2 separate regions of the Triticum aestivum genome follow, and region 2 is linked to region 1. A link is a contact called in public Hi-C data. All regions are on one chromosome and are shown on one strand. Each heading gives the region's core, a stretch centred on a gene start, on an enhancer-like site or on the middle of the called end of the contact. The rest is flanking DNA. Distances are from core to core; before and after follow the strand shown. Region 1 holds the start of LOC123158832. Region 2 has its middle 30 kb from the start of LOC123181296.

The links. Hi-C and Micro-C count contacts between places; a contact is called where the count stands out from the background.
Region 2: a Hi-C map of leaf shows a contact between it and region 1, with 6 times the contacts expected there. The contact joins the enhancer-like site here to the promoter of LOC123158832 in region 1. A contact is called at or near these places in 1 of 5 Hi-C or Micro-C datasets (leaf) and 1 of 1 datasets of contacts at active chromatin or transcription factors (leaf).

The regions. Positions count from the first base shown.
Region 1 is chr1D:253,323,840-253,331,120 of IWGSC CS RefSeq v2.1, reverse strand. It overlaps LOC123158832, which reads right to left and starts at 1,627. Exons shown (of 2, transcript XM_044576666.1): 1 at 1,082-1,627. The coding sequence starts at 1,627. LOC123181295 (SH3 domain-containing protein 2) reads right to left here and starts at 6,823. Exons shown (of 10, transcript XM_044593554.1): 1 at 6,514-6,823; 2 at 6,272-6,385; 3 at 6,107-6,176; 4 at 5,879-6,030; 5 at 4,706-4,807; 6 at 3,756-3,956; 7 at 3,595-3,657; 8 at 3,326-3,481; 9 at 3,143-3,217; 10 at 1,961-2,381. The coding sequence starts at 6,573. The coding sequence ends at 2,265.
Region 2 is chr1D:253,532,710-253,539,828 of IWGSC CS RefSeq v2.1, reverse strand. No RefSeq gene overlaps it. Among protein-coding and RNA genes, the nearest start is that of LOC123181296, 30 kb to the right of the region's middle. Within about 2 kb of position 3,463, at least 4 of the 8 cell types and tissues checked have an H3K27ac peak or open chromatin away from gene starts, as enhancers often do. A contact at or near this core is called in leaf, where this site is marked.

The DNA of each region.
Region 1 (7,281 bases), core at 378-2,877:
GGCCATGGCTTCTCCTCCAATAATGCATAAGACCTAATCTTGCATGAGGACAGTGAGGTTGACTACGCCGATCTCATTTAGGGCAGCAGGGCTCCTAATAAGGTGAAAATCTTCGGATGGCTACTATTCTGCGGCTGTCTAAACACCAAGGAAAACATGTTCCGCAAAAAAATCTCCCCCAACAGCTGCTGCTCACGGTGCGGCCACTACTCCAAAGACTCCTCTCACCTCTTCATCGGCCGTCCGAAGTCCATGCAGATTTTGGAACAACTGGGCATCGCCCCAGGACCTTCAAACCAGGACTTCTGGAATGCCCGGCCACCCCAACAATTAGATGGCTCCATCTGGCCAAAGGTGCTCCTCTCCATTCTATGGAAGATTTGGGACTCAAGGGATGCATAGGAACATAGATGGTTATAGCTGACTTCGTTTTATGAACTCATTGGTTCTAGCTGATATGAACCTGGACATCTAGCTGCTGTCGCAGGTATGCTATTTACAAGGACTGTATTGATCTCCTTGGTGATTTTGGGAAGGTCATCTTTGAGCATTGCCCGTGAGGAGCCAATGTAGTGGCTCATGAGCTAGCTAGGTTTGCGTCGACTCATCCACCAGGCGCCAGATGTGTGGCTGGAGAATCCCCCTAGTTTTACTGTGCCTTTCCTCATGGATAATGTAAGTATGGTTTATGATTAATAAAGCTTCCATGATGTCGTTCCCTCAAAAAACATGCAGGTCCTCAAAAAGAGGTGGTACGAGAACTATCCAATAAAGAGGAGTTGGTTTTAATGATCGCTGCTCCTCTTCATACATTTCCTTGTGAAATTCGACATGAACATAAAGCGAAGGCAGTTCTCGGCACACACTCAATTCAAACAAGGTTATGAACTGGACTAAGGACATTGGTTGCTATGCACCTGATAAAGAACGAAACCCTATTATGAGTCTATAACATTAATCCCCATTTCCCGGCGAATGCATTAGTAGCATGCTAGTAGTTGCTTGACATATAACTGAAATCATACGCAATTTTCTAGCAGGCAGCACTAACCGCAGCAACAAGAGGAGAGAGGGGAGGCACCTTGAGGAGCTCGTTGGACTCGAGGTTGTCCGTGAAGGCGGTGACGAGGTTGGGCGTGACGCCGCCCTTCCCCACCTGCTGCGACTTGAGCTTCTTGCCGAGGCCGTGCGCGTACGAGGCGAGCTCCTTCCGCTCCTTCACGTCGAGCTTCGGCCGCGGCAGCCGCGGGAGCACGAAGGAAGGGGGCGCCTCCTCCTGCTGCTCCTCCGTCGCTTCGAACTCCTCTTCATCCGCCGCGACCACCGCCTCGGACACGGCCGCTACGGCGAGGCCGTGGCCGCTGGTGAGGAGGGAGCAGAGAGGGCGGTGGGGGGCGGAGAGGCGGAGGCGAGCGGACGGGACGGGACGGGAAGGGAGCGACCGGAGGTGGGAGGAGAGGTGGGCGAGAGGGAGGCGGAGGAGGGCGACCGCCGCCGCAACGCTCGTCATGGTGTTCGACGGAATGCCGAGGAGGCGATGAACTCGGGAGGGGATAAGCAGGCGGGTGGTGACTGCCAAGCCGCAACTGCAGAGGCAGAGGGCGAGAGGGAGGAGATAAGCAATTCGTCAGAACTCCTGGCTCGGGCCCCACCTGCCATAGTCTGATAGAAGTTCGGTGCCATTCAAACGAGAACACTACACTCATTTCCCGCTGTTTGTTGTCAACAGGTTAACAGTTCTAGGTTGCCATACAAACACTACGATCTGAGAAACACAGGGAATTTCTAGAGAATTTCATACGGAACTGTTAGATCGGAACTGTTAGATTCCCGTTGGATTCAGTTATTTGTCTACAAAAAAGCGGGATGAAAGACTATTTCGATAGTTTCCATTGGATTTGAAAAAGAATCTCCAGATCGAGAATGGTCTGGATTTTCTGAATGTTTATAAAAAAAAGCCTTTGGTGCTCTGAAACATTGATGGATTCCTCCTTGACATATATATATATATACTTTGGGTCCCCGCACAAAAAATTCTCAAAAAAATGGTCAAGTCAGTGTCATATTTGAGGGGAGGATGAAGATGAACAACAGTGCACAGAGCTACCAACAAGCCATCCGACAGGGACATGTCTCGACAAAAAGAACATATATAGAACCAAAGGAATTTCCACGAGCTCTTCACTGATCAACGTCTTTGGAGACGATAGAACATCATAATGCACATTGTACAACGCCAGGGACATGTATGGCTCAATGAACTTCTAGAAGACCTGGGCGACTTTGCTCGCCAGTACACGGTCCCGTTTTTCGATGAACTCGGAAGGGAACCAGCCAGCTTTCCCCCTGCACTCACCTTCAGCCCACCCATTGTTTGACACCTGATTAAGGAGGTTATCAGCACAAGCTTAGAATAGTTGAATTTGACTGCAACAAGGACGAGGCACTAAGAAAATTCAGCAAAGTGACCAAGCATTCAAGCTGCTGGCAGCAGAGTTGCTGCTGGCAGCAGAGTTGCTGCTGCCAGCAAAGGCAAAATTGACAAATTTGACCTATGGACGAAATCAAATCACAGAATGAACTGTCCGTGAAACTATTTCACGCGGCTGACCTTTTTGTGTAACGCCCGACACGAAGGCGCCACACTACACTGTGCAACGCCTCACAGATAGGCGCTACACGTCTGGCCAGCGTCGCACCCGTGTGATCCGAAAATTACTAAGTCAGTGTGCAGCGCCTGAGAGCTAGGCGCCACACTATACAGTGTAGCGCCTAGCTTCTAGGCGTTGCACTAGTGGTTGCTTCATTTTGTAGTGCAACCACTAGTGCAGCGCCTGAGAGCTGGGCGCCACACTATACAGTGCAGCGCCTAGCTCTTAGGCTCTGCACAATGACTTAGCAATTTTTAGGCAGTCTGGGGTGCAACGGTGGCCAGGCGTGTAGCGCCTATCTGTGAGGCGTTGCACAGTGTAGTGTGACGCCTTCGTGTCGGGCGTCACACAAAAAGGTCAGCCGCGTGAAATAGTTTCACGGACAGTTCATTCTGTGATTTGATTTCGTCCACAGGTTAATTTTGTCAAATTTGCCGCCAGCAAAGAGCCTGGTAGCAGAGTGGAACTATGTAGTACAGAGAAGGAAGTACCTTCCGGACAACTATGTAGTCGCCAGTTGACAGGTTGAGCTCAGTTTCACTCTCAGCTCGGTATGACTGGATTGCCTGACGAAAAGATGGCCATGTATAGCAATTAAAAAGAAAATCCCAACAGATAAAACAAATTAGTACTAGTAGGCTAGCTGCATTACGATGAAAGTAATAATTGGTTACCTCAGCCAGGAAGTGCTCCACTGTCTCCACCAATTCTGCAACTGTTGGAGTCCTCATGAATATACCGTTAACTTCTTCATATGCGGGTGGCGGTGGCATAGAATTCTCAATGACTGGAGGAGGTGCTCCTTCAATTCTTTGTCGCTCAGATACCATCTGCAAAATAAATAGTTATGAATCATGATAACAAAACAAATATCTTTCTTGACGATATACAAGTTTGTCTGTTCTGTAAGTGTGATTACAATGCCTATACAATGAATCAGTACCTCTCTTTCAAGTTGATCCAGAATCTGTAGGACCCTTTGGTGGTAACTTCTCTCAGATTCAACCTTCAGTCAAGCCATCAAGTGTCATTTGAAGCAATAGTAGAGCTTAAGGCAAACGAGAAAATGATCAAGTGATTCAACTAAACAAAGATTAAATATACCATCGCGATAAGTCGTTGTAATGTCAGCCTTTGTTGTTGGGCTTCAACAGCAGTCATTGCTGCAACAGCTTCTTTGCCTAGAGTCCCCATATTTGATTTTAACTCTTGCAGCTTCGACTCAGCAGCCTCTAACCTTGAAATCATATCACCATTTCCAGATGTCTCTCTTAATTTCATTTGGCGCTTTGAAACTTCAATGGCCTGCAGAACCCATGGATACCTTGCTAAGTCTCTTGTAGCAACAAGAAAAAGAATGTGGTATAACATGACAGAGTGATGTTCAAATGAATAGTGGGAAGAAACTAATAGGAAGCGTAGATGGCCAAGAAACAGTTCAAAAGTCCATTTATGGGGAAGTGATGTACTGATGTGTATTTTCATTTTTCATTTACACGGCAACTTCGCATGGCAAATCAAATAAATAAAAATTATGTGCGAGAACAATTGCAACTCCCTGCACAAATGCTCAATTAAGTCAAGCATCTCACCTATTTCGTCTGCTCCCTATGTACCCAAGAAATGCAAGTCAACTGGAAGTAAACTGGTCTACTTTTAGATGTCAGATTTTAGCACAAAATAAACAGAACATGAGATGCTGATCTGTTTAAATGGCTGAATGACTTCTATTGTTGCTATACATGAAACATAAAAACAGTGACTTGTATGGGGCAGTGCTCCACATTGTTTTCCTCGTAAAACAACTGTGGACTTAGTGAAATAGATATGCCATTTTTTCAGCAAAGAAAAATTTCAAATCATCTGACATTTTGTTAGAGATATTACTGGTTTACAAGGTACATCTTCTGAGTAATACCATAATTTCTCTATGCCATATTATTGTATATATTTCAAATTGTCAACAGTAACTTGGAAATGAATGTTTCTATAGCCATTGGAGACAAGAGATAAATGTAAGCATGTCGGAATATGATATTTCATAGTGAAGTAACCTGTGCTTCAGCTTCTTGACGCATTCTGTCATATCTTTGGGCAAGGTGACGAGCATCTTCCAAAGGAGCTCCCATCACCATGGCTCTCAGTGGCTCTGCTACCTGAAAATATTGACCATTAGTCACAAATATGCAGGTTGGGTAATATAAACAAACAAGGTTGGAAGGATGTTATGATTAGTAAAATTCATAGCAGAATAAGGTAGTTATTTCTTATTAGCCTGCACATGGTAATGGATAATTAAGTCTTAATAACAGTTTTTACGGATGTGAGATTTTCCACGAACAAAAAGAAAAGCATCAAGACATAATATCACCAACAGAGAACACAGGTCAAAAAGAAAACTATAGTCCCACTCTATTTTCCCACTTTTCTATCTTCTATTTAGCATTTTCCTATTTTAGAAGGAAAAATAAGATGTTGGGAGGAAGGTTCTGAAACTAACAGCTCCGCTCGAGGTCTATATTCGGTGGAAACCTCAGTTTCATAAACAACAGAAAAGCTAGGTGGACACCATTTAGGAATTAGGACAGACCCAGTGCTATAAGCTCCCACACCAGGTGGGGTCTGGAGAACGATTATACAAGGCAAGCCTTATTGTTCCAAATATGGGCCAGTTAATCAGCATCTCAGTCAGTTAATCGCTACTCGGTGAGTCGCCGAATAGCCAATTGACTGATTTATCGGCCGATTAACTGGAAAATTCGCCCATTTATCCCTACTCAGCACCTGACCGATATGGTACCAGTTACCGATATCCTGAACATTGAGCCTTACACCTGCACAGTGCAATGAAGAGAGGTTGGTTCGAACCCAGGACCTCTTGGCACAAGTGGGGAGTACTTCACCACTGCGCCAGCCGCCAGGCCACTGACAAATTATACTAGCATATATTTCTTAATTACTACCCTATCAATACAGTACGTAACGGAAAAAAAGTGAAGATGACAGTGTTTTTGTTCCCACACAACTTAAATATAACCACTGAAATGATGACAAGTGGTGACGAAAATCAGATCATCAGCCGGCTGGCAATTGCCACTAGTCGTGTCTACTGAAATAAAAATAAAACCAACATGTAACGCATAGAAAACGAACTTTACATTGTGCGTACATAATTCCCCTATGTTTTTATAGGTTATTACTGGGCTGAAACCAAAAAGGGACAATACCTGGGTGCCAAACGCTTTCAGCAGGTTTGCCCGTTCCTTCTCCATCAGGGATCGCGCCTTCGCAAAACTCAACGCTGCCCTCGACAATGTACTCCCACTGGTACAGGTATTCTCAACACCATACTTCTTGCCATCGTCACATAACTTATTGCCTGTGAAACCATAACACGGATTACGCGCCAAATTCAGAATTGGCTATGCATTGCAGCAAGCCAGCAACAACAGTACCTAATTCGACTTGCTTCGAGCCTGTGACGATATAGCCCTCGACCCCACGAACTATATCCCTTTGGAAGTGCTGCAATGTAAGTGGAAAAATGACCAAACTGTAAGCAAAAAATAGGAGGGGCGAAGCATTACGAACTGGGAGGAAACAGTTGTTGTTGGTCTTACCTTGGCGGCGCGCGTGGAGATGTAGAGCTTCTCGAGCTTCGAGTGCTGCTGCGCCTCGCCCTCGTCCGCGAACACGCTGTCCGCGTACCCGCCCCCGAACTGCTTCAGCACGGCCTGCGACAGACACGGGAGCGGCCGTTCAGGACCTAGCGGCAGAAGACGAGATCTCGAGGGGGTCCTCGTGCGACATCCGAAGGGGCAAACGGACACGAATCCTGAGCGGGCGGTGCCGCGGTGCTCACCTGCTGCTGCCGGGCGACCTGCTCTCGGAGCTTGGATGCCTGCTTACGGATGGCCTCCATTGGCCTCCGCCGCCGCTGGTGGCCCCCTGTACGACGAGGAGGTCGTTGCCGAGATCGGAAGAGGCGTTTGGTGTGTAGGAATGGAGACGGAAGGGGAACCGGTCGGTGGAATGGGAGGGGAGATCTGAATCGGAGGAAGGGGGTGAGGCTTCCGCTGCTCCGGTCCGGCCTGCTCCGCTACCCTTTCTCTTTCCCCCCTTTTTTCGGTTCTCGTCGTTGGTTCGTGGTGATTATTGAACGGTGAGATGACCGAACGGGGGACGAGTAGCTTGGTTTCTCAACTGTAGCTCGTGGAGTGAGGGGCTGTATTGAGCACTGCTACACGGACGACACTAGTGCAGCCGAAACATGCACGACATGCCCATCGCACCATCCATTTGCTAGTCTAGACAGCAGCATGCGGTGGGATTAGCTGTCGTGCATGTGTCGTTCAGCGAAACGTCGTCCGCGAAGTACTTCCGGGCTGTATTTATGTCTTTTTAGGGTATTTATGTTATTTTTATTATATTTTTTTTGATTATTGAACGAGGGATATCTTCTCATAACAGCAGGTTTAAACAGGTTTAAAAAATTGGGATCATATCAAGTTACGTTTATCACATCGCTCGGCCCCGCGTCGCCCTCCCGCGGGCGACTCGGGCGCTAACCCTAGCCACCGCCTTCCTCCCCGCTGCCGCCGGCAAGCGCCCCCAGGCAAAGCCCTCGCAG
Region 2 (7,119 bases), core at 2,214-4,713, 210 kb before region 1:
TCCAGCATGGCAAGGAGCCCACTTTGAGTGGCCGAAAGCGTTGGGCTGGACGTGTGTTTATTTTGTGAAAAGCCCCTGATATTTTTTTCTTTCACCAAGAAGTACAGAAAAGAAAATTGATTTTTTTCTCTTATGAAAAAGTACAAAAAAGAAAATGGTCCACTAGAGGTTTGAACCGGCAACTTGCGGATTGCGTGAACAGGTTCTAGCCAGAACACCTAGGCAGACTTCTTGTCACTTAGGATACATATCCTTTATATATTCCGACTGAACAATTTTAATCCCAAAAATTAGTGCATGATCAGACATACGAACCAGGAACCTCATGGTAAATAAGTGGCCGGGCATTCCACCACAACTGACAAGGCAACTTATTTTGATGTAAGTTACACTTTATGAATATAACACAACGCAATCGTGTGACTAAACTGAATTGCAGTCAGCGCAACCATTTTCAACATTTTTAAAATTTTGTAAAATTATGTAAACTATAATCATGTGTTATAAATAATATACATATAAATAAAATAAACTGCATTGAAAATGTTCGTATAACATCAAAACATGCCCATGTACTAATTTAACAGAAATCCATATAATTAAATTTTATGACTATAACACAAAACGAACGTGTGGCTAAACTGAATTGTAGTCAGTGCAGACAATTTCAACTTTTTAGTTTCTTGCATTTTAAATATTTGTAAATTATAATGATGTGTTATGCATAATATACATATAAATAAAATAAATTACATTAAAAATGTTGATATAACATCAAAACATATCCCCGTACTAAATTTAACAAAGATCCACATAATTAACTTATGAATTTAATAAAAAACTGATCATGGTTTAAGAAAATGTTAGGTTGTTTTAAAAAGATTTCATGTTTAAAAAAATGTGTTTTCTATTTTTTTTACATAATTCTAACTAAAATTAAATATAAAATATGTATGAAAAATAAATACGAGCCTAGTGTGCCATCGGATTGCAGATTCTGAATGTGTACTATTTAAATCATATAATTTTTTATAATTCATAAATACTTTAAATTGTATGAATATATTTTAAATAACACATGAATTCTCTTTAATATGACATGAGCTTTTTGAATTATGCATAGCGTATTATACTTTTTAAACAAGAGACGTCTTGTGTTGGGTTGGTATGCCAGGGTATTTAACTTGTTGTATTTTGAACTATGCATAGTGTAATTATACTTTTTGAACAAGAGACGTACAAAAAAGAAGTTGTATTTTGTTTATGGGATTAAAGTTCTTAATTTATACTGTTCAGCCTAAAGTATATAAAGCTTATATATCTTAATGTTTTGTCAAATCCAACTCGGTGTGCTGGATAGCCAACCGCACGGGTAACCTGTATGTCGTGAGTTTGAATCTCAGGACTAACATTTTTCTTTTATGTACAATTTCTTCAGGTAACCTGTAGGTCGTGAGTTTGAATCTCAGGACTAACATTTTTCTTTTATGTACAATTTCTCTGGAGCAATATTTTCGCGAGAGAAAAAAAAATATCAAGGTGCTTTTTGCAGAAAGACAGACCACACGCCCTGCCCTGCCATCCCCTTCGTGTCGCTCACAGTGGGCCTCATGCCGAGCTGGCGCACCTAGTCAACGCAGCAGGCGTATACCACACCGTATTTGCATCGTCAAGCCAAGTTCTTGAACCATTTATATGTACATCACAAGTTCTAGCATTAAAGTGACTATTTGTGCCAAATTCTAGCACCTGTGTTGTAATTAACTCTTTTTGCTCATTTTTCGACCGGCACAGTTTAACTCGAATGGGCCGGCCCAGTCGGGCGCGCCTTGTGCGAATGGTCGTCTATTCGGCAAATAGGAGTTCCCGATCAACGTCACATACACGACGGCAGTCGAATCCCATATCACCACAAATTGAGTTTTCTTCAAGTCTACACGGTTGCGTGCATGGCGGTACTAGGCCTCAAATTCAAAGTTCCAAATGTCAACTTTTGTGAAAAACGTAAGCGTCATACAGGAAATTGGCAGAAGAAATTAAGAGGTATGCGGAAAAAATGCAGCGAGATTGCATCGATCGCTGTCTCACCAAACCCAAATTTCATTGCACACAGTTGCGAATCTCGCCTCTGGCGCCTCTACATCGACTTCCCCCTCAACATTCAACAGTGTCCAAGCGGGGATAACGTCAGAGCTCAACATCTCGTCACATCGATCGTCAGTTTTCACTTACGTATGTGGCAACCAACATTTCAACTTATTCTTGATCGTTTGGAGCTGCTGGCGCAAATAGCCTCGGCGATCAAGATGCAAGGCGCAAGGATGTCGATCGAGAAGGATCGCTCCGCGGCTCGTTCGTCAATGGACGCCGCCATCGGCTTTTCTCCTACCTTTTCGGACAATAATTTCCCGCCGCGACCGGCCGGCCGGCGTACGTGCGTGCCTCCCACAAGTTACCTCCCGCGGAGGATATGCCGATGGATCGAGGACGACGCCCACGCACGGACTCGCTCTCAATCCAAACCTGATTACTGGTCCTCGGCGGCTCCCTCCCCGTTGAAACAGGAAAGGCGAGTGTTTGCTACCCTCGGCGCGCGTTACGTCAGGTTTGGTGGCCACATGACCAGGGGCGTCGTACGTTCAGACGATCTTCACTGAGACATACGGTGGCTAGTGCGAGGCACTGAGCGTGACGTGAACGCCGCAAGTCTCCTGCCCTTTCAGGCTCAATCTCGTTTCCTTTTCTTGGAGGAGGATGATGCTCCTATTTTTGGTGCCTCTGAGATACCCCACGCCGGGTCACGTACGCCGCTCCCCTACATAGATTTATGCAAAACTCTATTGGGGGCATACGCCCATTCTGGTGCCTCTGAGATACCCCTGAGATTTTTGAGTAATCTAGATGGCATCAGCATGTGATTTTTGGGCATTTCTTTCAAACAAATATTCTCCTTTCAAATTTTGTTTCGCCATCCTATTTATTTATGTATACATAAAGGACGTTGCGCACGGTCATAGGGCATGCAACTGCAGCTACAGTCAATCGATGAACATGCAGTTACACACAGTCGACGGACATGCTACTTTAGCTGCGCATGGCAGGTGGGCATGCAGTTGCACGCTGATGCAAAATTAAAAATAATTAAATCTACAATGTATGCGGTTGCAGTAAGCGGATTTAGACGTTTTCGTCGATTATAAAGTGGCTTATAATGATTTCGTTAATCTTAAAATGATGTGTCAGTTTAATCTTTTATAAAGATACTCATGGAAGAAGGGTGTGCTGCACTGTGCTTATGCATGAATCGTCTGCATCTGCACTATATTAAAATAATCGTGGGACGCGCGCCGGTCATCCACTCGTATGACCCAGCTCGCCGTCCACGAGCAGGTCCACTGTGCAACTGACGTCGCAGGTGCGGCAGCCACACGTACTGATCCTCAGTTCCTCACCGGCTGCACACGTGACAACGATGGATGGGGACGGCGATCCATCTATCAATATCGAGGGCCCCGGCCGTGAGGAAGATAGAGTGGTAGCGCCACCCGAACGCCGTCACGTCGGTACCGGTGGGCAAGCCGTTCTTCGTTATCGGTCTCACCGAGAGATGAGTGATCACTACTCCACGGAACCACTAGCACTTTGGCCCTCTTGATTAGCGATTTTATCTAATACGCCGTCCTACAATCATTGGCCAGTGTAGTACTACTTGTTTGTTTGTGTTCTGATACTACAAAAATGAATACGGGTACAACTTTTCACTACAAATGATGCCAAACCGAGTTGGTGGCCGATCGCAACTAAGCATGCGCTTGGTTTAAAAATGCATGTTCAAGGACTAGCAGGCAGGAAGCCAGCCAATATATCCAATGAGGATATCTTCGTTTTGGCGCTATGTGCATCACCCAAAATTGTTGAGTTTAAAAAAAAAATCCAACCTTTGGAATCTTTTCTAGATATCATTTGACTCGAAGTGTAGAATTGCAGATACTTAAAAGCCCAACGAACTATGGTCTACAGATCCGTACGTATTTTTTATTATTTGTACCGTCGTCATTGCATATGAATAAATCAGAAGTTTTTTCACACAAAAAAGCCCAACGAACTGCCAAAGCGATGACAATCCGTACTTGATTATAGTGTCAATTGGGTTTTTAATCGCGAACTTTGTTTTGAACAAGAGGTACGGTCCTGAAGGACCCACAGATCCCTTAGATAAGCTTGAAAGCACAAATTATGAATTCCGGTGAGCATGAGGGAGCGTGTCCGGATTATGGCATCGGGAGGACGTGCGACGATGATGGCGATCTGAGGGCAACGGAAGGCAGAGACTGCAGATCAAAGATGGGTCGGTCTCCCCTCCTCTGAATAGTCAGGCCACGCTGAAGCGCTCGACCTCATCTTGGTTTTTGTTGCGGCCCATCGCCATGCGGGAGGGGTGGCTGGTGTGGTTCAACGGCGGGTAGGCGGGAAGGGGAGAGCAAGGGGGTAACTGGCTCGGGGGAAGGAGGAAGAGAAGTGGAGTTTATGTGGGGTTTGTTTGTCCGTGTCTAACATGACATCTCTCTCGGACATCCCTGTTTCTTCCCCACAACACATGGAAGGAGCAAATAACGGTTGTCATTGCACATGAGTTGCCTGTTTGCCAAAAAAGAAAATAATAAAGAGATGTCAATACAGAGACGGCTTTAGTTGTGAGTCCATATAGAAAACTATCTAGTTTAATAAAAAAATAGTGCATCTTAGCATAGACGAGTTTGAATCCCGTGCGTAGATATTATTTTGCGGATTTAAATTTGGTTTCTGACACCCTCCTTAATTAAAATACCACGGGGCTCCTCCCCTGCTGGTCTATATTTTTTCTAGAGTCAATTACACCACAGGTACCCGACCTTGGCAGGAAAAGTTAGTTTGGTGCTAAAACTTGTGACATACATTGAACCGGAGATAAAACTTGGTTTGGGCGTGCATCTACGGTGGTAATCATGTTTTGTATACGCACAACATGCTGCCGAGGCGCGCCAACGTGGCGTGGGACCAAATGTGAGTGACCAGGAGGCCAGGACGGGCGTGTGGCCTGATTTTTTTTCTTCTGAAAACACCCTGGTATTTTTATTTTTTCTCACAAAAAGCGCCTAAATTTTGTCAGTATGACAATTACCGCTTTTTTTGCGGGTAACAATTACCGCTAGTCCAGACAGGCTAGCCAGCACCACTTGCTGTACAAGTGGGATAACTAATGACCTATAGACAAGCATGCACATAGGGCTTAACTAGGCTGCAATCACCGCGGGCCATTTTCACATGTTAGTTTTTTTTCATACATTTGTAAAAAACATGTAAATTAAAAAGATTATAAATACAAATAAATTAACTTATTTAAAATAATGTTCTTGTAGTAATAAAAAAATTAAAACAATTTTCATGTAATTTTAAAAATGTGTTCTTATTTAACATAATGATGATGTAATTCTGAAATATATAATTACTTAAAATAATGTTCATGTAATTCCAAAAATATTATTATTTAAAATAACCTCCACATAATTCTAAAAAATGTTCTTACGTAGAAGAATGTCAATGTTATCCTATTAAATATTCAAGTATTATTTCAAGAAGCTCTTTTGCATGTTACCCCATAAGTGACTTGGCGGGGTGGCTAGCACCTTCGGCTTGTTAGGATGAGCTCGCCTGTTCGAACCCTTTACTTTTGCATGTTAGTTTCATTTTTGTACTGTTTCGTGACGGATGGGCCTCATTGTTGTTTTAGGAAACAAAATCAAGAGGCTCTTTCGTGATGAAGAAAAATTCAGGGTGGTTTCTGCAAAAACCCGAGTCAGACGCCCATCCCTGCCTTTCCGGACACTGACAGTGGGTCCTACGCCACGTTGGCGCGCCTCGTCTGCATGTTGAGCGTATACAAACGTGGTTAGCACCCTAGATGCACGCTTAAGCCAAGTTGTGTAACCGGTTCAATGTATGCTGCAAGTTTGAGCACCAAACTAACTTTTCTTGCCAAGTTCAAGCACCTGTGGTGTAATTGACTCTTTTTTCTATATTGTAACACAAAGGAATGTTGTCACTGTAACACAAAGGAAAGTTGTCACCTAAATATTTATATGTTTGTGCTACACCTTATATTTTTAGAAATTTCGATTCGATGTACACTCCAACCTCTTCTTATACTTATCCGTGCAGGATGAAGACACTCTTGTTGAGTTATCCTCAACCCTATCCGTACAACAATTTTTGAAATTGTGGTTTTTCTTCACATCTTTCTCAGTTGAGATATCCTCAACTCTATCCGTACAACCATATTTGAAATTACGTGTCTTCTTCATACACTTCGCAGTTTCATGCGTGCTCTTTTTCACATGTTACTGAATCCCATGATCCAAAGTTGCCCTAGCAGTGCTCCACTAATTATCTATGATCTAATGACAACCATTCTCCCTACTTGTTTATTTTCCGAAAATGCTAACCAACAAACGTTTGTTGGGAATGTTCTCCCAGCGAACGTGTTGGTTGTCATTCGATATCCTAGCACAAATCGCGATGCAAGGCTGCCACCGTGTCAGTTTTCGGAATAATTCATTGTAACCAGCCTCTTGACAAACGTCCTCTCTTTTATTCTCCCGACAAGAAAATCATGGAAAGATGTGTGGGTGGTGGCTCGATTTCGTGACTTATTGAATGAAGGAGGGCGAGCTTACAAGGGTTGTCTACAAATGTGGTCAAATTTGCTATATGTTTGGAAGCTAAAATGTTTTGAATTTGATTTTTCATTTTGAAAATTTTAGCCATTTTTTTTGAAAATTCCAAGAAATTCCCATCTTTGAAAGAACAAAAAAAAATCTATTTTTTGCCATGTGCCCATTGTTAGACTGTATTTACATATAGCTTCTGTATATGTCTTGTATATTGTATCGTACACCTTGATGTACCCCTTATATATATGAGATAGCCACACCCTTAACGGGTGTTGTGCAGTTTCCCAAAACCCTAAGTCTTACATGGTATCAACCCTAACCGGTCCTATGTCTTCCGCTGCCGCCGCCGCCGCGATCGCACCGAACTCCGTCGCCGCCGTCGCGCCGGCCCTTGTCACGGCGCCTGCAT